3 separate regions of the Sus scrofa genome follow, and all the other regions are linked to region 2. Evidence: chromatin contacts called from public HiChIP or PLAC-seq data. All regions are on one chromosome and are shown on one strand. Each heading gives the region's core, a stretch centred on a gene start, on an enhancer-like site or on the middle of the called end of the contact. The rest is flanking DNA. Distances are from core to core; before and after follow the strand shown. Region 1 has its middle 120 kb from the start of ARRDC3. Region 2 holds the start of ARRDC3 (arrestin domain-containing protein 3). Region 3 has its middle 81 kb from the start of ARRDC3.

Region 1 (4,425 bases), core at 1,264-3,763, 120 kb after region 2:
AAACACTACTTCAGACCCAGCTCCATCCCTAGCTTGGGAATCATTTAAGGGCTGATTGGAGGAGTTCTAGCCCAGTGCTCTGGGGAGAAGTCAAAATCAAGTTACAAAGCTAGCATGACTTACTAGTTCCAGTAACTGATCTCCTAGAGTTGCCAGTGGAAGTAAGAAAGAGATAATTAGCTTTAGACTTCGGTAGCCTTTATTTTTAAACCCAGAATCAGATACTTAAACTAGCTATAAGACTTTAGACATGTCACTCTTCTCACTTAGCCTCAGTTTCCTCATCTGTAAAATGGACCAATAACACATTTTGCCAGCCTGCTATGGTTGCTTACCAAACCTTTTCTCCCACTTACTCTAGCATTGGAAGCTTCTTTTTCTAAAATATCTAGTGTTCTGTGTTGATAACTTTATATTCCATAGTATATTCTAGAACTTGGCCTCTGCCTTGTTTATATGTATGCCTTCTAAACGACTGTCTCTCCTTGACATCAGCCTGGTGTTGGGGTTTGCTTCCTGCTGACAGATGATTCTGATCTTATTTTTCCACACACATATACATTTGTGTGCCATCTCTCCTAGATCTCTTGTTTCTGGCCTCCTGCCACCTGACCACTGGCATATTCCAGAACTTCTTTCTGGATACCACTGACACCTGTTGTCTCTGAGTACACATACTGGGCACCAAGTTCTAACAGTCTGACTAGACTTTTGCTTAGTACATCTAACTGGGCTATCATCCCAAGTTCTGCCTCAACTCTAGGGAATGTATTGGGTTTATTCATTAAATCAATATTGGTGGAGCATTTGCCAAATCAAATCACTTTGGCTCTGCACTCGCAATTTATAAGATAGATAAAAAAGATGTAACAAGTTCGTTCATGGGGACAGTTCCAGACCTTGATTATCCCTATATTCTCTTTTTTCCACAAAGCTTAATGCTTTTACATTTGTTTATATCACAAAATAGGATCACTGTTTAAACGATCATAGCAAGGAAAGTGGTTATTGCCTCTATTAAGTTATGCTGGATACTCGTGTTTTGCTCCACACAATTGGAATGATTTGGATTAATTTTGTTTTGATGATTTTTCCAAGTTCGTTTCCTACTCCTTGGCATTGTGCAAAAGCACACTCTCAATTCTACTTGGGGAATATCTTTGCGAATGTAAAGAGCTCCATACTTTTCCCTAGAAACAATTTAGTATGCTGTGTGAATGAGGTATCCTTTGGCTCTTGAAAAACCAATCTGGCTTCATCTGTCAATTTCTATAAACACCTCACAGGTATGTGTGCAAACAAGTCTCAGAGAGAAAAGGAATTTGATGGCCTTTCCAACAATCTACGTGATGGAGCAATCAGCAAGGATGTAATCTAAGCTACCCTTTTACATTTTCCCTCGACTGTGCCTTTCAGTCCTGACTTCCCTCTGTGCCTTCCTAATTATCTTTCTTTGTGTTTTCTGTGGCTGGCAGCAACTTTATATCACCTATCAGAGGAATGAAAATGACTGATTCTACCAGAGGCAATTGAAATGGTTATATACGCTCACAGCAGTGATGATGATGATGACTGTTATCTTAGCATTTTACAGAATTCAGAAGTAATCGGCTGCCTCCTGGCCATACTACTCAAGACCATTTAACCTTGAAGTTGTCCAGTTTGCTTTGTAGTGATCAGGGCTGGCGCAGCAAAAATTGCAAAGGACAAAAAGTCTAGGTTTAGTAAATCTGTCTCCACTACTATGCATCTAGTCTCCTTGTGTTGGTTTCCGAGGGTGCCCTCTGCTGGGCTCCAACCAGGAGTTCTGATTCTGGGCAATAGCCCATGAAACCCATACCTCAACTCTCATTAAGAACTTACTATTTTATGTCATATGTCGTAAGAATCCTAGTATTTGTTTTCCAAGCTGACAATTAATTAAGGTAAACTAACCCATGTCAATGAGTAATGTATTTTATTGTATAAATGGGAAAAAAAAACAACACCCCTCCCAGATCAATTAAGTGTACATTTCCACAATGAATTTATAGAGATAACACTTATACCTAGAGTCTATTTCATTGGTGACTAATGGTGGGAACAGAGTCCAGGCATCTGGGGAAGGCCATGTTCTGGGAAATCAAAGGGGAAAAACATTTACCAAGAGGCAAACCTTACGGCTCCCCTCAAATTAAAATGTGTGGGCAGCCGTCAACTCTAGCTGCCTATATGATCAGACCCCACCCCACAGAAGTAAGTTTCACTCTGCTAACAGGAAAAGAACAAACAACATTGTTTACTTTTAAGTTTTTTATGAAGAATGCCTAAAGCTTTTTTAGAGGGTATTATCTAAATTCTACCAGGTAAGTATGTGGCATTGTTTGGTGGATTAGTATGGCCATAAATATGTGCATAAGATGTACATTCATTGGCATGACCTCTGTTGCCCTATGTACTTTCTTGTCTACTGAATTCAATTGGGCAATCCCTGTCTGTAAGCACATTTCCCATGAACTGGTTAGATCCAGTCTTCATAAGAGGAACTTATTATGAAACCAGCTCCAGAGGATATTTACTTTGTTGAAGATCTGCTGAAAGATACACTTGCTTGAAAATGAAATTGCTTTCTTTTGGCTCCCATCTGGCCCCTTGAGCACTAGAGAACCTTGGGGCTCAGTCAGAATTAGATAGAGAAGGGAGATGACAGCTGTACCTGATTTGCCTTTTAATACTTACTCATCATTTAAGCTGGTATTTTCACAGCTTGAAAGCATGTGTTTCACAAAGACCAGATAAACTCATAACATATTACCAAGTTAATAATGTGCCTGAGATTGGGAACTTGGAAAACAGTACACATTTTTTGAAGGCTTACCTTTTTCTTAAAATTTTCTGTAAATTGTTTCTCTTTCTCTTTAACATATCCATGTTTTAAGTCAAAAATAACAAGTAGGTTGCTTTCCAGATAAGTTATTAAATCTTCAGTTAAGTTAATGTTCCAGTAAGAAACACCACCATTAACTTGTGGCTCCTGATCTAAAATTGTGTATCCCCAGGGTTATATCTATTTAAAGTTGAGAAGCACAAACTCTTAAGAATAGTGAGGGAGAGGATCTAGTTGGGGAAGAATGGATGTTAATGATAAATCTGTTGGTAAGGAGGATTAGCCCGAGTTTGGCTGTGGATGACATTCACAGGGGCATAGTGGCTTTGGATGATAAGATCCAAAGTGCATAGTTGTAATGAGATAGGGATGTTAAGAGTATCTACGTAGCACTGAAGTTGAAGAGACAATAAACTTAACATACAGAGCCATGAAGATGGGTGGGGAAGAGGCAGAAATGTTATTAAACCAATGCACATTTCCCAGGTTCCTTATAGACCTATAGCAGTTGTGGGTGCACAAAGTAAATGGCAAGGCAAATAAAGAAAGAAAAAAATTCTGCATATTAATTTTCACATTACAGTATCATCTCTTGTCTTTCTGAAAGTTTAAAGCATATATATATTTTAATCTTATAAATTCTATACCTATATTTTAATTTATTATTTTTTTCTTTTTACAGCTGTACTTGTGGCAGATGGAAGTTCCTGGGCCAGGGGTCAGATTAGAGCTGCAGCCACCAGCCTACGCCACAGCCACAGCAACATGGGATCTGAGCCACATCTTCGACCCACACTATAGCTCACAGCAACACCAGATCCTTAACCCACCAAGTGGGGCCAGTCCTCATGGACACTATATTGGGTTCTTAACCCACTGAGCCACAATGGGAACTCCAACTATATATATTTTAATCACTAGTGTTTTATATTTATTATCTGGAATACATTTATTCCAGAAGTTAATTCATCTATAGGTTATTTGAAACTCAGAGCCTGCTTTCTATTAGTCATTAGCAGTGGGTTTTTCATGCCAGTCCCCAAAGTGTATTTAACGCATAAGGGAAGGGTACCTGCATTTTCCTTTTTTTATAAACACACTTTGATGAAAAATGGTCTGAACAATACTGTGAGAAATACTGTTTTAAGAGGTCGAAGTCTTGTGATGAGGGCAAGAGACCAAGGACACTGGCTGAAAGCCTGGGATAGGGTTACCAGGGGGTGTAGAGATATGCTAACGTTGACTGCCCTCTTTGCTACCTGGTTCTTCTCCACACATCCAAAAAGAGTGGTTACTTTGGCAATTAGGTGAAGCCTAATGGAACGAGTGGACGCCTGACCTAAGTTAGGTCAACCAAATATTTTAACTTAAGAGTTTGCAAATGAAGACAGAAGCACCAATTAACCCCTGCGGGTTATTGGAAATGAAGAGATTTCCAGGAGCTACAGGGAGCCAGTCCTGTCAAAGCAATGGGCAAGCGGCGGGCTAGCATACACAGAAAAAGAATGAGAAACACGCACAGAGAGAAGAAGAGATGAGAACTATGCTTTGTGGGTGAG
Region 2 (4,612 bases), core at 908-3,407:
AAAGACAGAAATAAATAATAATAATGATTTATAGCATCCTAAAAGTTTTACACAGAAGGGATGATGTAATACAGTAAGAGGAATGAATCATTTAAGGTGCTAAAACAATTTTCCAAACTATAAGTAAATTTCTTCAGAATTCTTTTTGGTTAAATGCAATTCTAGCTTAATTTAAACAGCTGATTCTTATTTTTTCAGAAATAAGTCATATTCCAACTGGAGAGGTTTTACTAAAAATTCTGAAGAATTAAGCAATTATTCACAAGTCCTTAGTAATTTAGAACAACTTTGGTAATAAAGGCCTCACTTTGAACTGCACTTTTAAATCCATTCTTTGTCCAACGTCATTTGGCTGCTTAGTATATGTCACCTTAACGTCAAACACTTTAACAAATTCACCACTTTTACCACTAGGTGGCGAAAAACCCCAAATAGTATCGGTTATTGAAGCTTGTACTTGAACTAGAATAGCCAAGCACTTGACAACTAGAACAGCCACCAGGTGTCAACCAAGAGGGGAGGGGAGTCTATTCCTTCCACTCTGATTCATAGTTTTAAACACAACCATCTAAGCTCCATCAAGAGATAAATATCCTGCCAATTAACTGTCTAAATAGTCTGCATATTTATAATCTGTATAAAGCTCTTGACTCCAAGATACTGCCTTTTCAACTAAGATCCAACTAAATAAAATTTAGTTTCTCCCCCCTCCCAAAAAACAAACAAACCCAGCAAGACCAATGAGCTTAGTGTGCTGTGACACACTGGTTCAACCTACCCAAATATACTGCACAAAGAAACTAAAATGGCTTAGACATGGACAGCCAAAAATCTTCCAAAGTGTATTTGCTTATATATATATATATATACACACACGCACACACACACACATACAGTTCCAGAGTACTATTTTTTCTTCCTATATTTCTCTTCTATAAGCAATTTTGTTGAATGCAAAAAATCTATATAGGTTTATGCTGTTATGCCTTGAATCCCAGTGATTTTTATGAAAGCATTGTTATTTGCTATCAAAACGTTCACAATAAAGAGACAAATGTATCTGTCCTTAAGATAGATGTATTATGAGAATTACTGGGTTGAACAGTCCAAGGCTGAAAGTTAAAATTAAAACTTTACAGAATTAAGCCCTATTTATATAACAAATTCTCTCTTAAAGAACCATCTTCTGCGCCTCACTAACTTCTAACAAAAATTTTTCAATCCTGTTGTAAACATTACGTCAGCTAAAACGCAGTGATGCAGCCTTTTATAAGGTAGTACTTTTTAGGCCGAACTCTATTCTTAATCCTTTGGACACAGGAGTTGTAATCATGTCATACCCTGCAAATCTAGCTGTAGGTGGTATCTCAAAAAAGGACTTTTTTCTTTCTTCGAGGAAGTGGTCAAACCTTTTTTCCCCTGATGTCATCATGCAAACAACCTGGTTGCTTTTCATTGCTATCGAATTAAGAGAAGAGAAAGCAAAACATACTGAGTACATTTTTTTGCTTCTCTTCCTTGCTCCGTGTAGTATTCTCTTTTAGTCTGGATTTGGCCTCCACAGAGCTCATTTCTTCACTGCCTACAAAGCACTGGTTTAAATAAACAAACAAACAGTGCAGGCCAAGAATGCTCTTGTCCGTGAATATCATTGCTTCTCTAGTTTTTATTACATTTTCTTTTGAAATTCATTAGATTATGCTCAGCAGCCCTTGCCCAACCGGTTTCTTCCCTTCCCCCATCTCTCTACACACATCACTTTTGCTTCCTTCCCTCCGGGGAATGGGCAAACCCCTACAGCGCCGGTAACGCACTCTCCCGGCTTGGTCACTCATCAGTTTGTCTTTACTTGGCTTTGCAAACAGTTCCCCACCCAACCTTGTCCCCCAGTGCCCCCTCGGCCATTATCTTTCTGCCGGAGTATGCTCGATAAGGGACTCCAGATAGCACGTCGAGGGTTTACGGTAGCCTGCCTACCAATAGGAACCCACAATGAAGAGAAGTCAGGTTCGGCCTCCCGGCAGCCCCACTGCCGTCTTCCTTGGTTGTACACCTACTGTACCCGCGAGCGAGCGAGCCAGGGAGCGAGCCCGGCGCGGGAGGGGGCGCGCAGGGAGGGCGACAGCAGCCGCGGCGTGCGCATGCGCCCTGGGGTTGTTTTTCACAAAGCTGCTCTTAAAGTGAGCTGGCAGGTTCCAGCCGCCCGTCTTTGTAAGGAGACCACTGAGACTAGCAGGAGCGAGGAGCAGCAGCCTCTCTGCTGCCTTGACTTTTTAAGAAATCTCAATGAACTGTTTGTAAAGAATCACTGATCCTGCCTGTAAGCTTTTTGCACGGCAAAGACATCGATCAGTGTTAAGTGAAGATCACATTTTATATGTGTTCTTGACTTTTTTTTGTCTTACATTATATTTTTTATAGATTTTGTTACAAACATGGTGCTGGGAAAGGTAAAGAGTTTGACAATAAGCTTTGACTGTCTTAATGACAGCAATGTCCCTGTGTATTCCAGTGGGGATACAGTCTCAGGAAGGGTGAATTTAGAAGTTACTGGGGAAATCAGAGTAAAATCTCTTAAAATTCATGCAAGAGGACATGCGAAAGTACGCTGGACCGAATCGAGAAACGCCGGCTCCAATACTGCCTACACACAGAATTACACTGAAGAAGTAGAATATTTCAATCATAAAGACATCTTAATTGGACACGAAAGAGGTAAGTTTTTACATTATTCAGAAATTATTACACCTATTTTCTTTGGGAAAGTATCTGTTCAATTTCTCTGAATTAATGTAATGTTACTCCTAGCATAAAATATAGCAGTTTGATAAATGTTAGCAAAGTTAGCCAAGATTTGAATTCTCCTTGACTTTCATCGTGTGTTAAGCCATAATGCATGCAGGCATCTGCAAAGTGACTGCAAACTGCACTTATTCAACTACCTCTATACCCGGCTTGATCTGTGCCATACGCGCTTGCAGTCTATTTCCACCTTATAAATTCTGCTTAAATCCGAGGCAGTAATTTTACTGATACGTTTTCAAATGAATTGCTAAAAGCTGCAGTCCAATATTAGATTTTTTCCTTGTTCTGTGGAACCTTAGATCTTAAAAATTAAGCCTCAATGAAGAAATGAAATAACATTTTTAAGTGGGTTAATGGGTGTACTTCATTTTTAATATTGACACTCAAAGACTTTAGAGAATTGATTGTTGTTCTTTGATAAAGGGTTTCTGTGGCTTATTTTGACATATGGTATGAACACCCCACGTGTTTTTTCCCTATTCTTTCCAGTTCCTTTAGAAATTTACATCAAGCCTTCTCTATTTTAAAGGACAATACCAATCATTATGATATGTTTCAAATCGGTTTTAGAAGCCATTTAAAGTCAATTTTTTTTTTTCTGAGCATCATGCCTAACTTTGGAACTGCATTCAATGAAACCTAAGCCAGTCAAAAGGAATTGAAAAGTATTCGGCTCATTTGGATTTGATTTTTGGTTATAAAAGGGAGATAAAGGGTTGTCAAAGGGAGAAGGGGTCCTGAGATTTCCAATCTATTGTTTAAATGGTCACATTGTGGAAATATAGGAGACTCTAAGCTTGTTTTTCTAAGTTTCCACCCTTTGTTAGAAGCGGTTCAATCCTGTTTCGGACCAGTTCTAGGGGGTGGTGAGGAGGGGCGCTTGTTCTGCTCTCAGCAGATTGGTTACACGCGTCAGGTGGTGGGGATGACTTAATTCCTAGCCCAAGAAGAATATAATGTTAAAACTGGTTATGTAATTTTGTGCTTCTCCTTTTTAATGCAGTATTTAGTTCTAATGTTGGCCATTTCTCGAAGAGTAGAGCACATTTTTACCTCTTTTTTTATACTAAAAAATACCCATCCATGAGGAAGTGCTAATTGAACTAAGGCAAGTGCAGAAATGTAGGGGTGCTTTGAGTTACAGCATCTTAATGCATTATTTTAACAAATTTTAAGATGAAATCTGTTTTGTTGGGTTTTAACTTGCACATAGGTCATTTGCATCCTGAAATAATTTCTAGTTAATATCTCCAACCATTGACACCGCTTAGAAATGCAGCTGCTTAATGACAGTCCTGGTGTTTGTTGAACAGCACACACACGAGTTTGTATTTGAACCTTCCTGGACTGGCAGCTTTTTATAATACATGGGTGAGAAAAAAACAAAGGTTTTTAAGGAGTTGAGGTTTGCGGTGAGGCAAAAGTAGAATAACGATTTATGGGGACAAACACAATTTCATTAGTTGCGCTATGATTTCATAGTAAAGAAAAACTGTGTGTCCTGAACTCCACGGAGATGCCTCTCAACCCTTGCAAAGCATGGACGAGCCTTTAGCCTGGAATAGTTTCAATGACTTAAAACTGGGACCTCTCAAACTAGCCTGGAAATTGAGACCCCGCCCCGGGCGGCCAGCGATAGGCGGAGCCGGGTTTGTTAGCCTGTTGCTAAGGCGATGCCAGGCTCTGATTGGATTGGGTGCAGGCGGGTGGGGAGAGTAGGCTCGCCGGCTGGGGCGAGGCTTGGAACCGGCGTGCGCCGGTAAAGGTCCCTCCTGAGCAGCCACCCCCGCCCGTTCTCGCGTCTGCG
Region 3 (4,436 bases), core at 341-2,840, 81 kb after region 2:
AGAGCATTCTAAAATGAAATGTGAGTAATTTATTTGTGGAAAGTTCCTGGTTTCCTTTCAATCAAGTGTCTTAATTTTGCAAATGTGAAAGAGCAAAATTCAAATATACAATACCTCTTATACTTACTATATCTAAATACAGATACCAAAAAAAAACCCCACAAAAACCACAACCAAGCAAAATTCACAATGATATCTACTGTTCTTTATAAGATTTATATCCTTACTAAAATATTGCTGTTCACACAGTTCAATTTCTATTAATAGAACAGCCTGATGACTCATTTTATATACTGAGAGTCTAAGGAGGATTTTTATATCTGCAATACTTGTGACAACAACTAACAGCTCCTTCTCATTAAAACATGTTTTCTTTGTAAATAGTTCTATGAAAATATTGATTTTTTTCTTTTTAAAATTAGGGTATAATTTATATGCAGTAATTTTTAGCCTTTATAATGCACAGTTCTGCGAGATTTGACAAATATATCCAGACATAAAATCACTGTCACAATCAAAACACAGAACAATTTCATCATTCCTCAAAGTACTCTCAAACTTCTTATTTATTTCTTTTTCTTTCTTTTTTTTTGTTTTTATTTTTGTTTTTAGGGCCACACCCATGGCATATGGAGGTTCCCAAGCTAGGGGTCTATTTGGAGCTACAGTTGCTGGCCTACACCACAGCCATAGCAACGTGGGATTGGAGCCACGTCTGTGGCCTACACCAGAGCTCACGGCAACACCCGATCCTTAACTCACTGAGCGAGGCCAGGGATGGAACCTGAAACCTCATGGTTCCTAGTCGGATTCGTTTCCACTGCACCATGATGGGAACTCTCTCACAAACTTTTTAAATAAGTCAAATCCTACCCTCCCCCATCCTAGCCCTGGCACTGACTGATCTGTTTTCTCTACATACAGTTTGTCCTTTTCCAGAATACGTTATATCATCAGCCAGTATATAGCCTCGTTCATTTAGCATAATGCATTTAAGGTTCATCTATTTTCTTGCATGTATCATTAGTTTGTTCCTTTTTATTGCTGATAATATTCCATTGTACCACAGTTAGCTTATCTAAATATTGATATTTAACCATTTATCAATTATTTTGTAAAAGAGGATGGTTTCATGACTAGGAAATTATGCATTTATCAAGAAGGGGAAAAAGTAAGGTAAATTCCCTTTATGCTTTGAATTCTCTAGTTACTTTAGATTTATTTGACTATATATTATGTAGAACTACTTCAAAAAATGTTTCATATAACTGAAAAAAAGCATAAATATTTGTTCAACTCCTGTGTATGTACATTTGAAGCATGTACTGTGATTCAAAAGGTTTTCTCTACTTAAAATGTGAATACAACACTTATGATTATTATTGCTGATAACAATAGATAATGTTTTGCTTAAACTCTGAGGATAAGTGCTCTATGAAGACCCTATTCAACCCAGAACCCCAAAATGGCTCACTTTCTATCGAAACCCTGTTAATCTTTTACTCCATGGAGGTAACAGGTGGGTTAGAAAATAGCCAATAGAAAGACAATTCTTGTCCTTTGGGATCAGTGCCAATGGAAAAAAGTGACCTGAAATACAGATCTCAGGCCTGACATGACGAAAATCTAATGCCACAGCTGTTGTCTCTCACAACTGTCACTCATCATGTTTTAATTTCACAGTTTTGATTTAATCTTTTCTAAATACAGCACTGGATAAACACAGAAGAAGATAACGAGGATTCCCAGTAAAGGAGCCAGGTCAATGTTAGCACCATCCTCCTTTCACCACCTCCCCCACCTTTGGGGTTTTATTTTTTGTGACATTGCATCTCCAGACACTACTTTTTATGTTCACAAGGGCCAATGCTTCTGTACCAGCTCAGAAGCTTAACAGGAATCGTTTTGATTTCATGGTGACTTCTTCACTTTTCTTACCCTGTCAACCAGGATGCCTTTACCAGCCATCTTAAGTTGTAACAAAAGTGGACATGTATGTGAAAAATAAAAATAAAAAATTTCAATGATATACCCTCAGATCCCTCCTTTTGTAAAATATACATTTAAATATACTGTTTTCAGTGTTTTTCCTATGAAAGTCTCTATTAAAAAAAACTATATCGAGCTATATTTTACATACAATAAAATATACCCTTCCTAAATGTACAACCTTGACAAATGCACATCACTACAAGATATAAGCATCTGCCCCCTTAAAGCCTTTCTAATGTCCTTTACAGCCCTCTCTCCACTGTTAATCTCAGGCAAGTGATTTACATTCTTACATGATAGATTAGTTTTACTTTTTCAAGAATTTCCTACAAATAGCCTGTATTCTTTTTGGTCTGCTTTTTAAAATTAGCATGAACTATTTGAGACTCATCAATGTTGTTGCATATATCTGTTAACTTGTTCTTTCTTTTTCCTTCTGAGTAGTATTCCATTTTATGAATATACCACCCTTGGTTTATCCACTTGCCTATTGATGAGCATTTGGCTTGTATCCATTTGGGGGCTGTTATGAGTAAAGCTGTTATGGACATTTGTGTATGAGTCTGGGTGTAGTGCTCCTTTTTTAAATTTCTTAAAATTACCCAATGAATTTTATTACATTTATAGTTGTACAATGAACATCACAATCCTATTTTATAGCATTTCCATCCCAAACCCCCAGCCCATCACCCCACCTCCCAACCCGTCTCATTTGGAAACCATAAGTTTTTCAGTCTGTGAGTCAGTATCTGTTCTGCAAGAAGTTTACTGTGTCCTTTTTTAAGATTCCACATGTCAGTGAAAGCATTTGATGTTGGTATCTCATTGTATGACTGACTTCACTTAGCATGATAATTTCTAGGTCCATCCATATTGCTGCAAATGCTGTTATTTCTTTCCTTTTAATGGCTGTATATGTGTACCGCATCTTCTTTATCCACTCCTCTGTCAATGGGCACTTAGGTTGTTTCCATGTCTTGGCTACTGTATAGAGTGCTGCAATGAACACTGGAGTACATATATCTTTTTGAGTCATGGCCTTCTCTGGATAGAGGCCCAGGAGTGGGATTGCTGGATCAAATGGTCATTCTGTTTTTAGTTTTCCAAGGAATCTTCATACTGTTTTCCACAGTGGTTGCACCAATTTACAATCCCAACAGTGTAATAGGGTCTCTTTCCTCTACACCCTCTTCAGCACTTATTGTTTGTAGGTTTTTTGATGATGGACATTCTGGCTGGTGTAAGGTGGTACCTCATAGTGGTTTTGATTTTCATTCCTCTAATAATGAGTGATGTTGAACATCTTTTCATGTGCTTTTTGGCCATCCAAAGTATGTATTCTCTGGGGAATTGTCTGTTTAGATATTCTGCTCATTTTTTGATGGGTTTTTGTTTTGTTTTGTTTTGTTGGTCTTGAGCTGCAGAAGGTATTTATAAATTTTGGAGATTAATCCCTTGTCAGTTGCTTCATTTGCAAATGTTTTCTCCCATTCTGTGAATTGTCTTTTTGTTTTGTTTTGGGTTTCCTTTGCTGTGCAGAAACTTTTATGTTTAATTAGGTTCCATTTTTTATTTTAGTTTTTATTGTCATTACTCTAGAAGGTGGATCTGAGAAGATACTGCTGTGGTAAATGTCAGAGAGTGTTTGGCCTATGTTTTCCTCTAAGAGTTTGATAGTGTCTGGTCTTATATCTAGGTCTTTAACCACTTTAAGTTTATTTTTGTGTATGGTGTTAGGGAGTGGTCTAATTTCATTCTTTTTCATGTGGCTGTCCAGTTTGCCCAGCACCACTTATTGAACAAGCTGTCCTTTCTCCATTGTATATTCTTGCCTCCTTTGTCATAGATTAGTTGGCTGTAGGTGTGTGGGTTTAATTCTGGGCTTTCTATCTTGTTCCACTGACCTATATTTGTTTGTGCCAGTACCATGCGGTTTTGATGATTGTTGCTTTGTAGTATAGTCTGAAGTCCAGGAGCCTGATTCCTCAAGCTCCATTTTTCTTTTTCAGGATGTCTTTGGCTATTCTGGGTCTTTTGTGCTTCCAAAAAAACTTTAACAAACAAACTTTATTTTGTTCTGTGAAAAATGTCCTTGGTAATTTGATAGGGATTGCATTGAATCTGTAGATTGTCTTAAGTAGTATAGTCATTTTGATAATATTGACTCTTTCAACCCAAGAGCATGGTATGTCTTTCCAACTATTTGTGTCATCTTTGTTTTCTTTCATCAGTGTCTTATCGTTTTCAGAGGTCAGGTCTTTTGTCTCTTTAGGTAGGTTTATTCCTAAGTATTTTATTTTTTTCAATGTGATGGTAAGTGGGATTGTTTCCCTAGTTTCTCTTTCTGATCTTTTGTTGTTAGTATATAGAAAAGCCATTGATTTCTGTGTATTAATTTACTATGCTATGACTTTGCCAAATTCATTGATGAGCTCTAGCAGTTT

The links. HiChIP or PLAC-seq counts read pairs in DNA pulled down with a chosen protein or histone mark.
Region 1: a contact with region 2 is called in an H3K27ac HiChIP or PLAC-seq map of alveolar macrophages. The contact joins the enhancer-like site here to the promoter of ARRDC3 in region 2. A contact is called at or near these places in 2 of 5 promoter capture datasets (fetal liver and liver), 11 of 47 Hi-C or Micro-C datasets (adipocytes, alveolar macrophages, embryonic fibroblasts and 6 more) and 2 of 2 datasets of contacts at active chromatin or transcription factors (alveolar macrophages and skeletal muscle).
Region 3: a contact with region 2 is called in an H3K27ac HiChIP or PLAC-seq map of skeletal muscle. The contact joins the enhancer-like site here to the promoter of ARRDC3 in region 2. A contact is called at or near these places in 2 of 5 promoter capture datasets (fetal liver and liver), 7 of 47 Hi-C or Micro-C datasets (embryonic fibroblasts, heart right ventricle, liver and 2 more) and 2 of 2 datasets of contacts at active chromatin or transcription factors (alveolar macrophages and skeletal muscle).

What each region holds. Positions count from the first base shown.
Region 1 is chr2:98,322,854-98,327,278 of Sscrofa11.1, reverse strand. No RefSeq gene overlaps it. Among named protein-coding and RNA genes, the nearest start is that of ARRDC3, 120 kb to the left of the region's middle. Within about 2 kb of position 2,513, at least 20 of the 83 cell types and tissues checked have an H3K27ac peak or open chromatin away from gene starts, as enhancers often do. A contact at or near this core is called in alveolar macrophages and fetal liver, where this site is marked.
Region 2 is chr2:98,442,255-98,446,866 of Sscrofa11.1, reverse strand. It overlaps ARRDC3 (arrestin domain-containing protein 3), which reads left to right and starts at 2,157. Exons shown (of 8, transcript XM_003123783.6): 1 at 2,157-2,715. The coding sequence starts at 2,436.
Region 3 is chr2:98,361,160-98,365,595 of Sscrofa11.1, reverse strand. No RefSeq gene overlaps it. Among named protein-coding and RNA genes, the nearest start is that of ARRDC3, 81 kb to the left of the region's middle. Within about 2 kb of position 1,590, at least 1 of the 83 cell types and tissues checked has an H3K27ac peak or open chromatin away from gene starts, as enhancers often do. A contact at or near this core is called in skeletal muscle, where this site is marked.